Regions from separate parts of the Columba livia genome. Here region 1 is linked to region 2. The links are chromatin contacts, called in public Hi-C maps. All regions are on one chromosome and are shown on one strand. Each heading gives the region's core, a stretch centred on a gene start, on an enhancer-like site or on the middle of the called end of the contact. The rest is flanking DNA. Distances are from core to core; before and after follow the strand shown.

Region 1 (6,856 bases), core at 1,903-4,402, 310 kb before region 2:
GTCAGTAAGATCCACTTTATGAACTTAAAATGGAGCATTAAGTATTACTTACTGTCCAGGCCCGTGTGCTCTGTTTTACAGCGTATTCCTTTGACTAGAAGGCATCAGACAACTTTTACAAATGCAGTCTGACTGCAGTCAGTAATATTTCAAATGTGCATAAAGCACTATTTTGGTTCTTTAGTCAGAATTTACCTCTTCTATGAAAAAAAAATACAATATTTAGAAGTGACTGATGTGACAGTATGTAAAATGAATGCAAAAGCTGGAATAACAGCAAGCCCTAAGGGAAGAATTGTCAGCAGCTCTAGGGTATTCCCCTGTTGCCTGTTGGAAAATCACAGCCCTCTGCTGAAGTACCTAACTAGGAACTAGAACTAAGAAATAACTTTTCTTGGTTTTGTTGTTTTGTTGTTTTCTTTTTTAAAGCTTTTCACAGCACAGAGATGCTTACTTATGAACTAAATTCTGTTGCAAAGTCTCGAGCAACTGAAGTGCAGCCAAAAAAAATCTATGAGATACCTTAGGAAACACTGCGATGTGGTTCTCTATACATGCAAACTCAGTATTCTCCTGCACTGAAACTTAATCTAAAGAAAGACTCTAGGTACTTAAAGTAGGAACCAGAGGATAAATTCTTAGTTTCTCACCAGAGAAACGTGTTATTAAACTGCGTTATTCGTAAGCGGCCATTTAACTTGAATCATACAGTGCAGATGTTTGTATTGGTTCTTCTAGATCACAGTAAGTTCCTGACATGTCACGTACCAACCCTGAGCTTTCTTGGCAGCTCTATTCAGTGAATGACACTGAGAAGCAGCTTACAAAATAATCTGGTATTTTTATGAGTAGGTGAGTCATCACTGCAGTTCAGTATTCTGAATTGTGGCTTTTTTTTAAGGCTAAATTACACCACTGTGCATAAACTCCATGCACAGTCAATGGTTGTATGCCAGCCTGCACTTTCTGAAACCTCAAAATTGCTTTCTTCTTAGACCTTTTAGCACAATAACAGCAATAGCTCTGACACAGTAGTTTAGCAACCTGAGCTTACTTACTGAAGTAGGCTACAACAGCGCTTCTACCAAGTTTAGATGAAAAAAATTTCAAGTAGCTCTCAGAGCTCACTTTAAACGTCATTGATGCTCCTGACAGACGTACAGACAGGCACCCTGCTGGCAGGTATTCATTCACCATGTGTAAGCCACGCTGCAGTGGCATTAGTATCTATTCCTCCTTCCACTTGTATGCCTCAACGCTGGTGAGCTGGAAGCAGCTCTGCGAGCAGGAGGATGGACTGTCCCTCTCTGTGCTCAGTTCTGCCCTTCCTGCTTTGCACCACTACGAGGATGTGAGATGTCACATGAGGGCAGCTTTGGTTAAAGGGGAAAACCAAGTCAGTTCATTTAGTTCGCAGCCCACTTTACAGAGACAGTTTTCTATCTTGAGGCTTGGGCTGAATTTGAAACCAACACAAAAGCGTTTTCTGCTTCCATTAGTATCTTCCTCAGTTGGCTTCTGAAATGCAGCAGGACTGGGCAAAACACAGGAATAGAAACAGATTTTGAGAAATCTGCAGTATATACAACTGTGTATCAGAGCAACATAAGATGTTGTCTTTATTCATGTTTTTGAATTTTACAAATGGCTACATTTATTAATTTGGAAGGTGTAGAACTGCCACTGATTGCTTTAGAAGTACAGCAGCACTCACCCATTGAACCTGGATCTCGGCAGCTCCCACCCACTCCACTATCTATTCAAGATCTGCTTGTGTGGCATCTCTAGCAACCTGAGGTCAGTTGCCAAGTCCTGCATTATTAAAGGTTTATTGAGGTTGGACTAAGCATACTTTCATGTAAATACTGAAGGACTTTCTGTTTACTAGACTCTACTGGTCAGGAGAAAGATTTTTTTTTGAGAACTCTCTCTAGAGAAAGAAACATTCTGTAGTTATATCCAAGCTTCTCCTGCAACTGTAGAGCAGCCCATTGCACTGCTTTTGACTGTACCTTAAGTCCATCAGTTGTGATCCTTCCTCTTTCCCTTCTCCTTCAGTGTGCATCATTATCCCCATTTTTTGAGACAGGAAAATGACACAGAGCATTAAGAACAAGAATACCTAACTTGAGAATCATAGGGCTCCCATTTGAGCGTGTAACGTATTCAAGAGCTGTAACTCTATACCTAGAAATTATCACTCAGGGATCTCTACCATTTGCTTTTGCAGATTAAAATATAAGTGTTCAATCTGTGTACCAAGAAAAAGAATTTATTAACTTTCATTTTAAATGACCATGAACTTTGAGGCAGGGGCAGCACAGAGTATGATTTTAAAGCACGCTATTTAAGGACAGCTATCCCTTTTGTCTCTCCAAAATGCTACGCTGTGGTCGCTGGTGTATCTTTTGCAATCTGCAAGAGATGATGCAGGAGGCTGGCACCCCACAGCTTGTGTTTCAGTCTCCGCTCACCCCCGGGCAGGTTTGTCCTGCGCACTGGGCAACGCAGGTGTCTGGTGCAGGTGTCTGATGCAGCCAATGCACTGACGCCCAGCACGAAAAGCCAATGGCTCCTGGGCGAGTGTACCTCTGACAGCTCCTAACCTGGGAGCACTCAGTGTCCCAAAACCTCAGTGTCACTAAAATACCATCTTTGCTGTTGTTACACGAGAATACGCCCAAACTGCTGCCTGCCCGCGGCCCCAGGAACACACCTTCAGGGCTTTGTGCCGCTCTAGAGCCTTCAGCCAGCTGCTCATCGCACGGACCGCAGGTAAGGCGAGGGCGGGAGCTCCCGAAAGCGCTCGCCACCAACGCCGCCACCTCCGTCGAAAGTGACCAAGGAAACCCCGGCGAGCATCCCGCCCCCTCACTGCCCGCGCCTGGGGACCCGGCTTCCCCGGCACCGCACTCGGAGCGGGGCACGGCCCCCGGCTGCCCCTCGGTCCCGCCGCACAACCTCACCTGGCCGGCCACGCTGTCCTGCGCGCCGCGGGGAGCTGCGCTGGCTGCGGCCGCCACCGGCTCCTGAGCGCACGCTGCGGCCGCCTGGCGCGGGGAGGTGGATCGGGGAGCGACCCGCGGTCGCGGCGCTGCGGGCCGGTGGGTCCGCTCGGCAGCGGGACGGCCCTCCCGGTAGCGGGGCGGGGGCTGCCCGGGGCCGGTCTGCGGGGCGGGGAGGAACACAGGAGAGCGGGAAGGAGGGGGTAGCGCCCCGGATAGAGCCCGAGGGCGGGCGCCTCCGGAGGAAACCCCCGCACCCCCTGCCTTCCGGAGCGGGGACGCGTTCGTGAGCAGCGCACCGTAAGAGGAACGTTTGGCTGACGGTGTTGTAAAATCGGGTATTTTAAAATATTCCATTATTTTCTTCCGCGTTAAACAACAGTGGTTCAGCTTCATTGCACTGCCTTTGGGAAAAAAAAACCTCGGTTTTCCTTGGCTCCTGATCTAAGCTGAGCTGGAAAGTTTCATTTTATAGTAAAACCTGAGACAGCCCTGCCATCTGGTAGGAAAAAAATAGCAATTCTCTCTTATCCAGCCGCTTGTGTTTTTCTTATTAAGCAAGATTACTCTCAAACACAGAAAAAGAGGTAGAGCACTTAAAACAGTTTCATCTCAGTCTGAATCCTGGGTACCCAGTGTCCTCCCTCACCTGTGTTTGTACAGTGTTGTGCCTCGGTGTAGTTCTGTCAGTCTGATTGCTTTGGCATGGGCACTGAACTACTGTGTTTGTTCATATAAATGAATTCTCATTCATGGGTTCCTTTTATTTATTCAATAAACAGTTGAATTACTCGTGGGTTGATAAGTTCCTTTGCAGTTGTTCTGTTCAATAGCTTTTATGTGTACATTGGCTAATATGCTGTATATGCCCTTCTTCCCTTACATGAGAAAACAAGGGGTTAGACTGTTCTGCAAGAAGTCACGTGAAAGCACAGAAGCACAGATTATTCCAAGTTTCTCCTTAGCAGAATGGCTTTCCTGCAGCAGGCAGGACTGGGCGTGTGTGCCCACACAAAAGCACTTTGCTGCCTTCTGGAAAACACAGAGTTGTGCAATCCTGCCATTTATTACATCTGCTGTTGGGTTTAATTACTGTCAGCCCTTCAGTTTCAAGAAACAGCCTGCTTGCTAGGCCGGCAGAGAGCTTTTCTGGTAGGATTATTTTGATACTTGGGCTATTGAGGTATGTCAGTACTCTTTTATTTCCCTAGGATTATATAAGCTCGTATTAACTACATGTATTTTACTGGTTTATGATTTAAATATAGCTCTGCGTCATTTTGTATAGGAGATGACGGGAACTGGATTTACTGCTCCTCTCTTCCTTAAGTTCCGCATCAGTCGTAATGCTGCCAGCTTTAGGAAAACAACTCCAGGTTTGCCCTGTATGAGAAAAAACTCAGGCGCTGTGTGCTCGTGGGTTTTTCGGGTGATCTCCCTGCGAAAATGGTTACGTGGTTTACTAGAGTTTGTTGGTGTACTACAATAACATCCTTTGTATTTGAAATTTCTGTGGTTAAAAGTGAAACTGCAAATAGATGTGTAAAGTTTGTAGGCTGAGCTGCACTATGTGATGGCAAACTGCTGGGACTTGGGCCAAGGGAGTTAGGTCAACATTAACCTAGTAGCTCTTGTTGCTGTCCTGTTTTGGGTTGTCTGCACAACTCCTTCCTCCCTTGGGGTTGTGATTTTCCCCAGACGTGAATCTATTCCAGCATCCCTGGAGTTACCCAGCTGATAATGGCAGTGTGGTAAATTTGAACCTTCCCAAGCCTGATTGCAGAGCCTGTGACACACAACGTTCCCCTGGTTTATGAAGACAGTGTGGGACATTAAAATAAAGGTGGAGCAGAGCTACGCTCTTCTTTCAAGTTGTCTTCCAGCTGATTTTCAGGCACATATATTCCTTGCCTTGCCAGTCCATAGTGAGGAGGAAGTCCTAGAAAAAGTTATGCTCATTACTTCAAATGGATGTTTCCTCCTTATGTATGTCCAGTGTGGCTTCTCTGTGTAATTATCGGTGGCACATTATTGTTTGGGCTAATTAAGTATTTGTAATGCATAGCTATATTAGGCTGGAAGACTGAGGTGGTTTCGGCTTCGCCATGGTGGTGCGTTGTTTTTCTAACAACTGATTTGTAAGGCTTCGGCTAACTCCAGAGACTAGGCAAATCTGCAAAACGGAAAAATACTAGGAACTCTGTCCTGGTTTTGGCTGAGATAGAGTTAATTTTCTTCCTAGTAGCTGGTACAGTGTTGTGGTTTGGATTTGGGATGAGAACAATGTTGATAATACACTGATGATTTACTTGTTGCTAAGTAGTCGAGAACTTTTCGGCTTCTCATGCTGTGCCAGGTGCACAAGAAGCTGGGAGGGGACACAGCCAGGACAGCTGATCCCAACTGATCAGAGGGATATTCTGTACCCTATGACGCTCAGTACAATGAGCAGTTGTCCAAAGGCTCTTGAATTGCTTCCAGTCATTAATGGCTTTGAAAATCAGACAGTTAGCAAGGGTAAATATGCTCCTTTTTCTGGGAAGTCTATGGTAGGTCAGAAGAGTTACTGAAAGTGTATTCTGCATTAGTGAGTGAAAGGACTGGTTCGGGATGTCTGTGTTCAGCTGATTCTTGCTGAATGACTCAATGTGAAACCTCTCTGCCTGAGCTTCCCCCCTATGCTTTAACAAACCGTAAGAAACCTTGCCAGAACATCCCTGGCACATGGTGCAGTTGGCATGGCTGTTAATGATCTGCCAGGCCAGTCACGAGTTAGGAGTGCCATGATAATGTTTCTCAAACACTTGGGAATCATGTCCTCTATATTTCTGTCTCTCTCGTTGCGTAAAAACTGTTTTGTCGATGCATGTTTAAGGCAAGATATGAGACCAGCAGTAGTCTGGGCCTTTCTGAAACTTTCTATTATCTCTCTCTGCTATTTAAGTTAACACAATTAACACAATTCCTTATCTGGTTAGATGAACAGCGAGTCTGGGCTGATTTCAGTGATGCTGAGATTTCACTGTGGTTCTGTACTTCCCCTGCCAAGGCCAGATTCCACATGTAGTTATTGAAACTGCAGATGTAGTGCTGAGGTTTGCCAGCAGTGTGACAGGACAGAGGTAGCTAAAGGGTAACTGTGCTTGTAAATGTGTAAATATGATTTCTATGGTTTTCTGGTGGCCTTTTTCTGGTTACCAACTTGCCCGCTCACTGGTACAGGTTGTCAGTGCTGTTACCATGTGAAGACAAGCAGACGCTGTGCCATAGTGAGACCAGGCTTTACACTGGAAATACTTGCAGTGGATTTGAATGCATTGGGTTTTGCTTTTGAGGCAAATACGTTGAGATGCAGTTTTTCTCTAGGGTTGGCCTCTTGCCACAAGAGAACATAAGCAATGCGTTTGTGTTTCGGTGTGATAGGTGTGAAGGATGTGAAGTGCAGCCTGTGTAGTGAGGCTGGCAGAAGAGTGCCATAGGTGAGCCACTCCGGCCCCCTCCATATTCCCCTCGCTTGTGCAGCCCCATGGGCACAGCTCCCCAGAGACGTGCGCTGATTTCTGACTTCCCCATGTTAAATGTCTCACTCTCGTCTTGCTGCGGCAGGCACCCTTCTCACGGGCCTGGGCGTGCTGGGTGCCAGGGGACACGCTGCCATTGTACATCACCTGGCCCAGGGCTGTGCTGGTGTCCTGGGGTGGCACAGGGGTGGCCTGAAATTGCCCTGCACACTTTGGAGATATACAGAGCCACGGAGGAGGAGGCACAGCCTTATTTGCTGAGAGCTGATTGCTGCTGTAGAGCCATAAAATCCAGGCTGCTGGATGCATTTGCTTGCATGAAGGCAATGC
Region 2 (6,843 bases), core at 3,703-6,202:
GTAGGTTTCTGTGGGTAAAGAAACAGAATAATTTACATAATATTTAAGGCAAGAGAATCTGGTCTGCAAGTACATTATAAATCAGTATCTATTATACAGGAAGTTTACCAGGACTTGCACAGGTCCTTCCAGGGGGGGCAGGGGAAGAGAGAGAAGAAAGTTCTGTTTTGTTATTCAGTATCAATGAAACAATTTGTTTTACAATATTATAAATATTACAGTTAAATGGAAGCTCAGACTATTAATGAGAAAGTAGGCAAAGCAAAGAGAGAAGATAAATGTGGGCAGTTTATTACACTGTTTATTTGCTATAGGAAGTACTGTAATGTTCTGAATGTCATTGTACACAGGGGAAAACACACTTTCTTCCCATGAGTTGCCAGAGAGGGAGGGGAAAAAAGAGGATGCTGGGAAGTAGAGGTTTGTGCTAAAAAAATTAATCTGCATGGTGGTAGGTATGTGGAACTTCAGTTTTTATTTTTATCTGTGTGCATTAATACAATAACACATCTGCTGTCAGATAACTGTTTCTTACTTTTGTAGACATGTTTATGTTCCAAAGTTATCAGAGTGCTTGTCAAAAGCATAGAGGATGTATCATTCTATGTGTTTTTTAGAATTTCAACATGTTTTGCCTGAAGAAAATCAGCAGATGAGCCAGAAACACCCTGCCAGTGTCTGTTCCCTTTTCTGTTTCTGGACCATAGTCCCTCCACGTGGTGTTTATACTTCTTGCTATGCCAGTGTTTGCTGCCAGAGGCAGATCTGCAGAATTTGTAGGAGTGCTGTGTATTGATTGAGCAAAGCATTTGTTATGCAGATCTTTTCAGAGACTCAGTGTAGAAATCCTGCAAGCCACATTCAGCTCCTACTGTGCTGCTCCAGCACTGTGTGTGAGGATGCATTTTGCCCAACTTCTGGGTTTCTGCATGCAGAATTACAGGCTGTTGAGGGGAGCCAGGCGCTCTGTTGCTATGGAGACCAGGGCTTGCTGCAGTAACAATCCCCGCTAACTGGTATTAATGATGCTGTGTAATCAGGGCCGGGGAATGGACATGGCAGCCGGAGCTGAGGCCCATCACTGATCTCTGCTGAACCCAGCTGCTGGTATCGACCGCAGCGAGTGAGGCGTGTCCTTGGCTCACACACTCCTGCCTCTTGTTGACGTGTTTGCACGCTGTGGCAGCCGCTCTGTGAGTCCCCAGGTGACCTAACGGGAAATCTTGTGTACGTTGTGCTACATGATACGCCGTGGTGTGTGCTGCTACCGGGAAGAGGGAAGGTGCTTGAGTTTGGGAAGGGTGTGAACCTATGCAGGCCTGCTGCCAAGCTCTCCGGCTCTCTACAAAATACCAAGTGCTGCCTCGAGGTGGATCCATCAAAAGCCCAATGCAGGGAACAGGATGGGGACACGCTGGGTGGTAGGAGGCTAGAAGAAGGGATGTGGGGAAACACTGCTGTGTGGCAAGAATAAGCACTGAAGAAGAGGTAGGATGAGACTGGCTGCCAAAAGGCATGAGGAGATACTAACAGATGATCTTTTTTAGTCTAGGAGCTTGTTTGGAAGGCAGGCGACACACTGGCATTACATACAGTGCTTGCTGATGGGTGATTTTTCCTTGCGAGTTCAGAAATACGGAACGGCAGAGGAGCTTCAAGAGATTTGCTTTCTGCCAAACACAGGAATAAGGAAAGGCTTAAACTAAAGTCTGGGAGACTTACGTAGGATGTGTGTCCCATCTCTAATGATGAGAATGATAAATTTTCCTGCTGTTTGGATCAAGAAAAGCCCTTTCTATGGATGTAACAAACTGTAAATTCGGGGACATTGTCTTCATCATTGTATGGCCTCTGCACATATATTGCAATAAGCAATGGGTTATCAGAGGAATAAAAAAATCTCACCTCTGTAATTTGACCGCACTATTTGAATATACAAGGTTGAAGTCCTGCACAGTTCTGCAAAAATATAAGCCCACGTCATACAGATTTGTTATTCCTTTTCTGTAAGGTGCTTTGTTTGTTTGTTTTTGTTGTTATTCTGGTTTGGGTGTTTTGGTTTTGTTTGTTTGTTTGTTTAAACCACTTCATCAAAGGCGTGTTCTGTGTTTCAACAGTGTTTGTGTGCATTTGTATCCATGTACATCTACAAATCGTAACACTGCTAATGCTGGGTAATATTTCAGTAGTCTGACACTTCATATTTTCAGTTGTGACAGTGTTACTAAGCATTCAGACATTTTCAAGAGCAAGACTGAGGACAATTATTTGTAAAGAAGTGCCAGAAATAAGGTTCTCAGGTCGAGATTTCTGGTGATGGAGTTGTGCCCCATTTTCCCATAATATCTTTGACTTACTCAGGGCACAGGCGGGACTTGATTTACATGTGACTTGGGGTTTAATAATCAGGGGGGGGCAGCATTGTTTCTTGAGCTGTGTTAGAAATTGTGTTTGTACCAGGATATGGGATCATGGGGAAGAGAGAAGAGATGGATATTTAGGGAACTGAGCACCTCCCTGGGGATGTGGGTTCTAACTTTCTTCTCAGAGGTCCTGTGTGGTGCTGCTTACATCAGAAAACTCCTGTTTTCAAGGACTGCCAGAAGTTATGTGTTCTCCCCTTTTGTTTGACAGCTTGCCTTCTGATTCATGGTCTACCTACAGAAATACTGAGCGTCCATTACAGCAAATTGAGCCAATGGAAATATCACTTTAGAATTATAAATGCTATGTGTAATGTATATGCCCTGAAAAATAAGATCTGAAGTGTTTCTTGTTGGTGCAGCCGAAATTAGCAGATACATTTAGCCTTGTAAGCTGAAGATTAAACCCCTTTTATTTCACAAAGCTGTTATTGAAAATAAATGTGTTAATACTTATTATAGATATATATATAACAGAGAGACCTACAGAAAGGCCTATGAGGAAATTAATACTTTCGTCTTAAGAAATCAAGCTTATCATGCAGAATGAAAGTCCTTCTGCCACCCGTTGAGCATCAAGGAGAAAAGAAGTGCTCAAAGAGCTGTTTCTCAAGTGCGTGCTGCGTGGGCCTGCCCTCTGAAAGAGGCAGAGGTCTCATGAATACATACCGTGTGATTATTAATTACAGACTGTCTCACAGTACATACACATAAGGGGATTGAATAAAGATTATGGTCTTAATTAGGAATTTTTTTAAGATTTACATGCTTGTCTTTGCAACCTATTGTATCTTCTAATTAATTGTTCTGCACTACATGCTGTTTCATGCCCATTGGGCTAGAGAACGGGTGTTAAAACTGTCAGTTTGAACATTGTAACACATTCTCTACAAAATTTGGTAGCCTGGCTTTCAGAATTCCTGTTCTGTTAGTGCCTGAATTAGACCAGAATAGGTGGAATACACAGCAACATGAATTGTTATCAATAACAACCTCTTCTAGCAAAGCACTTCACAGTAAAAAAGTGTACATGGAATTTGGATCTGCAGTTCTTGAGGACTTTTGTTGTGCAGTTGACTCTCTGCAGTCACTGAAAATCTCCCAATAGAGAACAGCAGAGAGCAACTCTAGGAGTCTTGTCAAGGAGTCACATCACTCATTTTTTGCAGTGAACAGCCAGTGTTCAGCTCCCAGAGCTCTGGGCTTATTTTCCAATTTGAGCCTGTAACGATGCAGAGATCACACAAGGAAAATGGCTGTGGGTGTGCCTCTTTATGCTGCTTAACATGGAACTTTTGAATTTTGCATCCTTTCCCATCTGATATCACTTTCTTCCACAGCTTCCTCATTCTCTTAAGCTACCATCTGCATCTTCTCTCACACGTCTCGCTTTTGTTGTGTTTCTGTTGTGCTGCTAGGTTAATTATATATAAGCAGCTTAAGATCTTGTAGGAGGTGAGACTGTACGTGGAATACTGCTGGGCATATTTCTGTTTCTGTTGCAGAAATACCTGCTTTTTCCAGCTTAGGGGCAGGTTAAAACAGTAGCAATAAATGAATTGGGGAAAAAAACCCTAAAGGGCAAATAAGAATCATCAGGGTTTTTGTACTCACCTGTACAAAACAACAGCTGAAGTGACTATTCCTGCATACACGTGCCGTTGAACGTGTGATTAATTCAGGAATAGTCTCTTTATGTATGACTAAACAGCAGCAGCTAATCTAAGATTATACAAAGCAAAAGAAAACAGGAGTCTTTAAAAAGGTTACTGCAGTTTCTTCTCTATATCCTCACTGGGCACTGTTTTCTTTCTGCCTCTGAGAGATGATTAGTCTATGGCAAACAGCATTTGCTGAGACACTTGTGTTGATGGCTAAAGAGAACATACTTTGCATTTGCAAGTGGAAATTTTGTCCTTGCTGTGTTAAAAGACAGCACTAAATCCCAAATGCATTTCTGCTGATGGAAGGCAAAAAGCCCTGTGCTGTTCTCTCTCATGTGGAAACTCCCGAGTTTAATGCTTCTCTGAACGTTATGTGTGGAATTACACTGTAGGTTGCATCGTGTAATCTCCTTCATGTTCCAGTATTAAACCATGATACAGTAGCAAATTCGGAGAAATGAGAAAGGTACCGTAGTGCAAAAAAGCAGGAGGCACCCTGCTCCTTCCTGAGTGGTACAGAGGATGGTGAAAACAGAGTGGTTAGTTTTAAATGTGATGTAAAATCATATTTGTCAAGGTCACGGGCCTATTTATGTTTGTGAGCATCTGCTACGCTAAAATTAGCACTGGGTTAATTTAAGGGAAGGCTGTGACGAGCAGCACGCTGAGCTGTGCCACTTTGTGCTTGTTGCCGTGTAAAACTTTTGAAAGGGAAATACATCCAGGGAGCCCTGGGTGGCCCCTGCCTGGGAGAGCTCCAGACACCAGGTGGTGAGACCAGCACCATCCTGCTGCCAGGAGGTCAGGGCACTGCCCATGGGATTTCCATAGATCTGAGTGTTTAAAATAACTTTGGTGTCAGCATCAAGCCCTCTCCTGAGTTTTACGGCAGGCTTTCTGCAAGGAGGAACTCAGAAAGGTTTGCTGTTCGGTTTTCCTCGTCCTGTTTGCTTTGAGGTGGGAGAAGGAGCGCAGAGAGCCTTTGCTGAGAGTGCCAGTCTGCTGGGGCTGATGGCTGGAGACTGACGGGGTCACAGCAGTTGTAGCAATTGCTGCAGGCATGCAGAATTGCCGCTTTGCTGCCCTGGACCAGAAAATCTGGAGATCTTCCCCAAGAGGAGTTTAAAATTAGTGAAAAAGTAGTTTACCTTTTATTTCAAGCAGTAAAAATCAGTTGCCTAGCAGACAACTTTTTGCTCTTCTAAATTGCATTGAGCTATTAAATTGTACTAACAGTATAGAAGCCTGTTAATACAGTTCAAACAGGCTGAAATTACGGCATCCGGAGATGAGAAGGTCCTTCTGCTTTCCCTTGCCCGGCGCGGTGCGTCTGCTGGGGACAGGCGGGCCGGGAGTGCCACCGTGCGGTGCAGCCTGAAAATGGTTGTACATGATCCTTTACATCAACCTTCAATAGAATGCGAAAGGAATGCAACGAAAGAAGGATGAGAAGAACCCCAATAGTGCTGTAGGTCAACATAAGAGTAAAGAAGCTATGCTGCTGTGGTGGGTTAACAGTGGCTAAGGGCCAAATACCTGCCCAGACACTCATTCATTGCCCCTCCTCAGTGAGATGGGGTGGGGGCAAATTAGAAGAAGCTAGGGAGATCACTTACCAATTACCATAATTGACTGCAAGCTGTACTTAAAAATTAATTTGATTTATTGCCAATTAAAATAGATTCAGGTAGTGGGAAACAAAAAGGCAAGCATTAAAGCAAACCTTTCTTCCTCCTTCCCAGGCTCAACTTCACTCCTGACTCGCCTGCCCTCCCGGAGCAGTGCAGGGGATGGTGCGGTGTGACAGTACATAGAGGGTCCTCTCTGCCACTCCTTCCCTCTCTTATTTAAAAACATGTGACATACTGCTATATCGTATTAGATTGTAAAACCTTTTAAAAATCTAACCTTCCTTATTCTAAGACATGGACATGCATATGTAAAATGCAACAGTACAGCATTGCTGTATACAATGCTGTTCACTGCCGCATTGCAATACCCCATCTGCATCTCTTTTTTAGTTTTTGTAATAATTCTACAAACTTATGTACATGTATGGACGATGCAAATTATAAATCTTCCATATTTTTAAACCCAGCTTGGGTTGTAAACTTCTAGAGGGAGGAACAGGGGACACCTGGGATATGCTTCTGCAATTCCAGTTATGATAGAAACTCTGTATACCCAGATAAGCCATTCCTCCTCACAAACCTCACTTCTTGAGGGTGCAAATTCTATTTTAGCTCTGGAAAGACAGACGTGAAGCTTGCTTTTTCAGGACCAAAGACCACTTGGAAACTATCCTTTAACTCAATAGAGAAAAGTGTGGATCTGAGAGTAGAATTTTGCTTATCTAGTGCCCCCTTGTACCTGCTTGAGGTTCAGATGATTTCTTCTGCCCTTGTGGTCCTTTTGTCTTTATATGAATGGAACGCACCAAAGAGGGACTTGAATATTGTGATTTAGACAGAAAAAAGTACAATGGCTCTGAAATCCATGAGAACAGAATTGCCTTTGTTTTTAGGTTCACATTAGTGCTTTTCACTGAATCCACAGTTGTTTTTTAACCTCCCTGAATTAAAAAATATTTAGAATCTTCAGATCTTGTAGGATCTGAATCTACTACTGTTATGGAAACATAACACGGTACTACAGTGTAGGCTTCACTTGAGTGCTTGCTGTTGTTTTGAATATCTTTCACTTTTAGCCAACAACAAGCCTCAGGCTCAGCTGATTAATTAAGGACTGGCTGATTA

The links. A called contact is a pair of places that touch in the nucleus more often than the background predicts.
Region 1: a contact with region 2 is called in a Hi-C map of liver, with 4 times the contacts expected there. The contact joins the promoter of TIFA here to the enhancer-like site in region 2. A contact is called at or near these places in 2 of 2 Hi-C or Micro-C datasets (crop and liver).

The regions. Positions count from the first base shown.
Region 1 is chr4:70,067,466-70,074,321 of bColLiv1.pat.W.v2, reverse strand. TIFA (TRAF interacting protein with forkhead associated domain) reads right to left here and starts at 3,152. Exons shown (of 2, transcript XM_065062309.1): 1 at 2,967-3,152. It overlaps ALPK1 (alpha kinase 1), which reads left to right and starts at 2,292. Exons shown (of 16, transcript XM_065062294.1): 1 at 2,292-2,775.
Region 2 is chr4:69,759,485-69,766,327 of bColLiv1.pat.W.v2, reverse strand. The region is part of intron 1 of ANK2 (ankyrin 2); the gene reads left to right. Among named protein-coding and RNA genes, the nearest start is that of ANK2, 160 kb to the left of the region's middle. Within about 2 kb of position 4,952, at least 1 of the 3 cell types and tissues checked has an H3K27ac peak away from gene starts, as active enhancers do.